2 separate regions of the Mus musculus genome follow, and region 2 is linked to region 1. Evidence: chromatin contacts called from public ChIA-PET data. All regions are on one chromosome and are shown on one strand. The core of a region is the stretch at or near the end of the contact, and the rest is flanking DNA. Distances in the headings are between cores, read along the strand shown.

The links. ChIA-PET counts read pairs in DNA pulled down with a chosen protein or histone mark.
Region 2: an RNA polymerase II ChIA-PET map of effector CD8 T cells shows a contact between it and region 1, with 29 read pairs. The contact joins the promoter of Tec here to the enhancer-like site in region 1. A contact is called at or near these places in 9 of 39 promoter capture datasets (the 3T3-L1 cell line, the C10 cell line, cranial neural crest and 5 more), 3 of 484 Hi-C or Micro-C datasets (the HL-1 cell line, bone marrow-derived macrophages and group 2 innate lymphoid cells), 5 of 115 datasets of contacts at active chromatin or transcription factors (CD8 T cells, effector CD8 T cells, embryonic stem cells and 1 more) and 3 of 9 other capture datasets (adipose tissue, liver and pancreatic islet).

Annotation. Positions count from the first base shown.
Region 1 is chr5:72,729,185-72,733,053 of GRCm38.p6, reverse strand. It overlaps Txk (TXK tyrosine kinase), which reads left to right. Exons shown (of 15, transcript NM_001122754.2): 5 at 1,225-1,290. Among named protein-coding and RNA genes, the nearest start is that of Txk, 22 kb to the left of the region's middle. Within about 2 kb of position 1,838, at least 12 of the 459 cell types and tissues checked have an H3K27ac peak or open chromatin away from gene starts, as enhancers often do. A contact at or near this core is called in CD8 T cells and effector CD8 T cells, where this site is marked.
Region 2 is chr5:72,866,257-72,870,125 of GRCm38.p6, reverse strand. It overlaps Tec (tec protein tyrosine kinase), which reads left to right and starts at 1,678. Exons shown (of 19, transcript NM_001113460.2): 1 at 1,678-1,732.

The DNA of each region.
Region 1 (3,869 bases), core at 589-3,088:
CTGGGGATGGCCAGGGCTAGGGAAGTGGAAGAGAAGAGGTGGAGGTAGTGAGACAGCAAGACAGAGAATGGAAGATAGGTAGATAGATAGATAGATAGATAGATAGATAGATAGGTAGATAGATAGATAGAGATACATACATACATATGTAGATACATACATACATACATACATACATACATAGAGCAGTGAGAATAGCAGAGGTAGAGGAAATCTTGGCATTATAAAGAGAACAAGCAGGTATCTATCTGGGAGGAGGGACATTGGAGGGGGACGAGGAGGAAGGGGGTTAGCACAGATCTTGAAATGTGTAACAGGTACCTGTGATACTGAGGGAGCCTGGAGGCTGACTTAGGTTTTGCTAGGCAGCCACAGGTAGCCATTTGTCCCCTCTGCCAGAGGTAAGGAACATGATTCCTTTGGACAGGTGGGGACCGGTTTCTTAAGTTCCTAAAGAATGCTGACTTTTATGTCACCTCCAGAAATCCTCCCGTAGTCCATGTTGAACTGAGCTTAGATTCAATTTTAGATGAGTCAGTTAGCCTTTCCTGTTCTTTGGGGGTTGGGGAATGGTGTACTTTTTGAACCCAAAGGAGACAATGAAGAATTTGGCAGTGTTTTTTATAAACCCTATACGTTTAACTGCAAAAAAAAAAAAAAAAAAAAAAGCTAATTGCTTGTTTTTAAGTCTGAGGCATCCCAACCTGGAGTGATGCCCAATTACACATCCTCGACCTACAACGCCCTTCCCAGGGAACAGAGCATGCTGAGTCTGAACTCTGAAATGGAACAATCCATGTTGAGTCTAAACTCAGAACCACACCCACTTTTCCTTTAAAATGCATCTTGGCATATTGGAACTGGGCTCGGTGGCAGCTGCCTGAAACCCTAGTACTCTTGAGGTGGCTGGGAATTTAAGGTCAGCCTGGGCTACAGGATTCATTTATTTCAACAAAAGAAAAGAAAATGGGGTTATCTAATCTCTTAAAATAGTTTATTTGTAAGTCAGGATCTTGCTATCTACTGTAGAGAGGTTTCTGTAGAGTTGGAAGGTAGAAACATTTTTATCTTTTTAACAGTGTAACAAGTAAGATGCTTTTTTTTTCTTTGATTCCTCCCTACTTCTTCCCAGGGTAGGGATGGGGTTGACTGCATAACTGTTGTCTCAGTAATGTTACCAACCGGTTTTCCATCTTGAGTCTTTTGTTTTGTGTTATGTTGTAGGAATGAAGGCTTAATCCCAAGCAACTATGTGACAGAAAACAGACTCGCCAACTTAGAAATCTATGAGTAAGTTCCCTTAACAAGACCGCACTGTGATTAACGTTGGAAAATCAGAGAGCTACTGAGAACTTTGAAGTATAGACAGTTTTCAAGTTTGTAAAAGAAAAAGAAAGTAACACATTTGATAGTCTTAGCAATGAAGAGACCTCTGATTATTACCACAGTTGCTTCTGAAAATCCTTCTTAAGCTCGTATTTGTTGTGTTTGGCATGGCCATGCCTTAGGTACACTGATACATGTGTCATACTGTGTGTCCTAGACAGAGCGTTTATTTTTCAAAATGACAGAAGGTAAATCTGACAGTCTGCACTACCTGGTTCTCAGATGTTGGCTCTTGTTTTGTTATGTTTTAGAAGTAACTGAGGAGAAGAGATAGACTAATGATATCGTTTGAAAGAACCTTAAGTATGCTTAGTAAATGTATGCTTTAAAAACCTTCCTCTCTTTTAGATAACAATTATAACTTTAGAGTAGAGAGGTCTGAGCAGTGACTTTGTAGATCTCACTCTTCTGGTGAAAATGTAAGGTTGATAGATTAAATCACAGCTACAACGTGACAGAGCTCTTCCTGTGTTTTTATAAAGTTAGATTCTCAGTTTGGCTTCATGCTCCCTCCTCCCTTTGGGTGCTCATCTTGTTTTTGTTTGTTTGTTTGTTTTGTTATGTTTTATTAGATATTTTCTCCATTTACATTTCAAATGCTATCCTGAAAGTCCCCTATACCTTCCCCCCACCCTCCTCCCCAACCCACCCACTCCTGCTTCCTGGCCCTGGCATTCCCTTGTACTGGGGCATATAATCTTCGCAAGACCAAGGGCCTCTCCTCACAATGATGGCCAACTAGGCCATCTTCTGCTACATATGCAGCTAGAGACACGAGCTCTGGGGGTACTGGTTAGTTCATATTGTTGTTCCATCTATAGGGTTGCAGTCCCCTTCAGCTCCTTGGGTACTTTCTCTAGCTCCTCCATTGGGGACCCTGTGTTCCATCCAATAGATGACTGTGAGCATCCACTTCTGTATTTGCCAGGCATTGGCATAACCTCACAAGAGATAGCTATATCAGGGTCCTGTCAGCAAAATCTTGCTGGAATATGCAGTAGTGTCTGGGTTTGGTGGCTGTTTATGGGATGGATCCCCAGGTGGGGCAGTTTCTAGATGGTCCTTCCTTCCGTCTCAGTTCATCTTATAACTAGCATATGCAGCTAACAGGCATTAGTTTGTGATAAGAGTAGTGGTGTCAAGTATTTCTTGAGAGAAGAAATGTAGAGGAAGATACTTCCTTGGCCTCGCTACTCATTTAGTTTAGATTCAGTACAGCTTTCCCTAAAATAGCTCCCATTCCAAAAGTTTAGGTGAATATGCAGGGTCATCTTTGAGCATAGATAAAGACGGTTCCAGGGCACGAGGCACATCTGATAGGTTTTCCCAGACTGCTCTGGTGGCTTGCTCTTCCTCCCTCGAACCAAGCTTTTCAGCTTCATCACCAAGTGTCTTCACTCTTTCCTGTCTCAAATGTCCTTTCTGTTGACCTGACCCTTTAGCTTAAGATTCCAGTCTCCACTCTCCACCCCTTTGGGGGACTGAGCCACCTCTCTTAGAAAACAGTGTGGTGGTGATTTGTGGTCACTCAAGCCTGCCCCATGAGATCTCAGTGCTCTCCTGTGCTGAAGCTGGCCAACACCACAAGCCTAGTTGAAAGGAGACTGTGTATGAAAACCAACCCAGAACAATTAGAAAAATAGGCCATTTTTTCAATTGTTGTTCAAGTCTGGAATTTTCGTTGTGACCAAATGGACACTCACTGCCAGCGAAGCCACTTTTGTTTCTTTCTGCCATGTCTCATTTGCTCTTTGCTTCCTCTGTTTAGACTAAGCTGTGCCTCTGATTTTAGACTGGCTTATACTGTAGATACCAAATGAACACCTCTACGGTTAGAATCTCCATTTCGTTTCTCTGGGTTCCGGTTTACATGAATTTTAAAACCATGCTTTTTACTGATTCAAATTTTAGGAAGGTTCACTAAATTTTATTTCTTTTTAAAACAGGTGCATTGACATAGGAGTATAATAGTTATCGTAATTAATCACTAGAACTTATCGATCACTTATTCTTTTATGATGACTACACAAAAGAATCTCTGTAGGTGGAGTTACTGGGTGCAAGAGCAACCGAGTACAAACTATAGTGTCATCATTAGAATGCTTTGTTTCTGGGCAACATTTCGTACTATCTCTGAATGCTCTAATAAGTGGGGACACCTACATCATGTGGTACATAGTAACATTCAATACAGTCTAGTGATTATGGTTATATCTGTGAACAGTGGAGACCATGGGCAAGTCCTTTATAGTTTGCCCCACCCTACCTCGTTTTGCCGGTAGCCAGCATGTCCTAGTTACTTTAGCATCTGAATTCCGTTTACATGTTCAATCCCATTTGTGGTGCTCTGGGGATGTATCTGATCTCCATCCCTTTGAGCCCTGGGGATACAATTTAGAACATATAGAGCTTTCCTTGTATGAATGGGGCTTACAGTTAACAGAGGAAACAGACATTAGAACAAATATATAATTCTAAATTAT
Region 2 (3,869 bases), core at 429-2,928, 140 kb before region 1:
TTGGTTCAGTTCTGCGTTCTCCTCCCATTCCCGGCCCCTTCCTAATTATATGACTTTAGGCAAGTCCTTTAAATTGCTCTTAGTTCTTTCCCTGTCAAATGGAATCTTGTCAGCTGACTTCTCGGGTCATTAAGATGATCACAGGAGAAATAGCACAGGGAGGCACTGCTTTTAAGTCCTGAGCCGTGTCGGGGAGGAGTCTTACTGCACACGTGACTGCACACGTGATCGCGAGCGTCGTCTTCAGGTTGGCTGCCTGATTCACTGTTCAACCTCAGCTCCACAGAGTCCTCCTTTGAGAAGTCCTCCTTCCTCATCAATCTCTCTTTCATTACCCCAGTTTATTTCAGCCAAGACATTTCTCACCTGTGAAATGGTTTCTTTGCTTACCGGTATATTGGTTTTCTCCCTATGTAAAGGCTCCACTGTGGAGGTCAGAGGCTAAGTGTCTTTCTCAATTGCTCTCTTCCATATTATTTGAGATAAAGTCTTTCATGGAACCCGGAGCTGGCCAGTTGGGCTAGATTGACTGGCCAAGCTATGCTTGGTTCTGCCTCCAGCTCTGGAGTACAGGTGAAAAACAGCTTCCTTCCTTCCTTTCTTTCTCTTCCCTTTTTCTTTCTTTCTTTCTTTCTTTCCTTTTTTTTTTTTTTTAAAAACATGGGCTCTACCTGATCAACCTTCGGCATAGCAAGCATTTTACAAATTAATTTCTCTCTCCATCCCAAAGGCGAACTCAGTCTTTTATTCCCATGGACTATTATGAACATTACAGTCCTATCCTGTGTCTCTCTCCTTCTGAGAGGTCCTCATATCCCTGCCCTGGCTGGCCTGGAAACCACTATGTTTACCAGACTGGCCTTAAATGCTTAGAAATGGGCTTGCCTTTGCCCTCTCAGCTGGAATAAAATATGTGGGCCACCATGCCTGTCTGACAGTACAGGATGGATGAGATCAGATAACAGTGGCTAAGACTCAAGACTACCATCAAAGACAACTTAGACTTGAAAGTAGGGAATCAAACCCAGGGCCTTGTGCATGTTAAGCAAACATTGTACCACTGATCTACAGCCCCAGCCTTTCCAGGACAGCTTCTCAGTTAGCTAGCTAGCTAGGTGACAAACGGCACGTTCTTTCCTGGAGTCTAAGAATTTTACAGTATTTAAAGTGAATAACTTGAAGGTTGTTTTCATTATTAGTGTATCAACAGTAATAATGTAAGTGGGTGACCCTATGCTAGGCTCTGATGCTTCAGGCTTGTCAGTCAAGCCACCCATTCTTCTATCACCCCAGAGCACAGCATCATCCGGTTTCGCCCGCGAGGGGCTAAGCGGAAGTGGAGGTCGGTTCTTAGCCACCCACAAGTGCTATTGCTACCGGCTCTCCGAGCCGGGGACGAAGGAGCATTTTTCTGGACGGTTCTCTTAGGATGGGAAGTCCGGACTTAGAGAGACCCCACGCCGCGTCTGTCTGGATAAGAGACGCTCCCTGGAACTTCGGCCGCAGGACCGCGAGCTCCGATTCTTCCCTTTGGCTTTGAAATCGCGGAAGGAAGGTGGGACACTGGCGCTGTGGGCAGCGGAGGGCAGAGGCGGCGCGGCGAGGGGGCGGGGCCAGGGAGGAGCCGGGCGGTGGGCGTGGCCGATGGGTTTGGTCAGCGCTTGCCGAGCTCCGGGCTCCGCAGTTTGGACGTCGCTCTGTCTTGGCTTGTCTCGGCACGCGCTCCGTCAAGGTAAGAACCAAGGGACTCTCGGCGCTCACGGAGTTGGCCTCCACCTGCGGGAGACTGACCTTAGTGGGATTAGGGAGGATTTTTCTACCCTTCTCACGGAGGTGAGAGCGGACTCTCTGCGTCAGGTCAGAGGCCCGTCCCCCTTGGGCCAGGAAGAAGGGACAGGTGCGCTCCCCTGATGGCCGCGCCTTCCCCGGTGGCTGCAGATCTGAGCCCTTTTGGACTTGGTATCTGAGCCGAGAGGACTCGCGATTGAGTTCCTTTCCCAGTTGAGCGGCAGGGGGCCTTTCTTCTTTCTGCTTGTCCCGCGGTAAAGTTCGAATCCAGGAAGACAGTCCACAGTTGCTTGTGCCCGAGCAGGTGCACGTACTTCTTTAGCTATTTTTCTCTTCTGGAAAGTGGTATCTGGATCTTGATAAACAGGGACTCGAAGAATCAAAGTGGGAAAAACTACGTGGACCTTGTCCCGAGACTGTGCAATTTCCCCTGGATCTGACATTTCTTAACTTTTTCCTGTCGTTGGCGAATATGTTTCTGTGTACCAGGTCCCATTCGGGCTTATCTTTGGAAAGTGGAATATTTGGTTAGAAGAGTTGATCGCAGTGTTAAATTGGGACAACTGGGTGGCTGGCTTGGTTAAGTGGGTTTGGAGCCTATCCAGACAGAATAGTTGCATGCTTTAAGCAGAGGTTTTACATTTTTCCAGTGAGTTCCCATTTTCCTCTAAGGAAACTCTGACAACCTATTCCCGTCTATATAATTCTTTTACAGAGCCGAGGCGCGGTAGGAGGAAGCATCGAGTCTCCTAAGTAAGATTTGGGATTTAATAGCTGAGTGATCGACACTGTAGCTCTGTGGTCTATAGACTCAAAATAAGGAAGAGCTTGATTTTTTTCCGCGAGGCGGGGGTTGGGGGGAGCTGTGGCTAAACTTACACATTAAGTATTTGAAAACATCCATGTCGTCCAGTTACATTTTCATTGTTTAAGACAGACCTATCTTTTCGCCATACACTTATGAATCCGATCACTATTCCTCTCCTTGCCAGCTCAGGGGTGCTTTCTGTAGGGTGCCTATGTAAATCACCCTCGTTCTTCCCACAAGGGTGTGTGCCTTCGGGTTTGTGGAATTGTGTGGGGACAGGTATTGTAAACACATGCAAATCAGTGAAGCGCTCTAGTAGGCGATACCTTTGCCCTACATGGATCTTTGGCCTAGAGTTTCCCTCTCTTTCTAGATTGGAAAGAATCTAGGGTGGGAATGCAAGGTTTAGCATTGCCACACTGTTTTCTTGATTCCCTTACAACAAGGTGGTCTTGTTTACAGACAGGGCTGGGGCTATGTGTAACCTCTCTCCCTACAGCTGATCCTTAAAGGAGGATGGAGATACTGTGGACAATTACTGGCACATTTGTGTTCTTGAAGAATGCCTGGCCTCCCCCTATCCCCCCCCTCGCTCCCCCCCCTCCCCGCCCCGCACCCAGGGCCTCTAACCACACCTCTTCCTACAGGTTCTCCAGGCTGCCCTGGTTGGTGCCTCTCTTCCTTCCCTGCACCCATCCTACTAGATTTTGGCATTTACTTCACCCCCCCCCCACTCCCTCCACTCCCATCTGGGGAAGATCATTTGTTGATACTCAGCTTGCTGATGGCTCCCCTGTGGATTCTCAGTAAGTGTCTGTGGACTTTGTCCCTGTTCAGAGCCCGTAGAAGCTCTGCTCTCGTCCAGTGAGCAGCAGGTGAAGCAGAGTCTTTGAAGTTGAATTCGTATCAAGCATTAAGGTCCTTCGCGGGGCATTCAAGTCTGTAAGAAAGGAATGAAATTGACTTCTGATCATGGGAAAATGATCTCATTCCATGTGATTATGCTGTTAGAAGAGATTTGTTGGAAAAAACAACCACAAGCCACCTAGAGGAGAGGGCGTAGACCTTATCTGTATCTCCATGCTTGTCTCCACCTAGGCCTGCCTTTCAATCTCTGCCTGGGTCAGCCAGTCCTTACTTGGGTCAGATTATAACTACTAATTTGACTGCATGTTTGACTGCTCAGGGCACAGATGACCAAAGCTACCATGAAGTAGAGGTTGAAAATTACATTTCCATTGTAAAGGCAAAAAAAAAAAAAGGAAGGAATTAA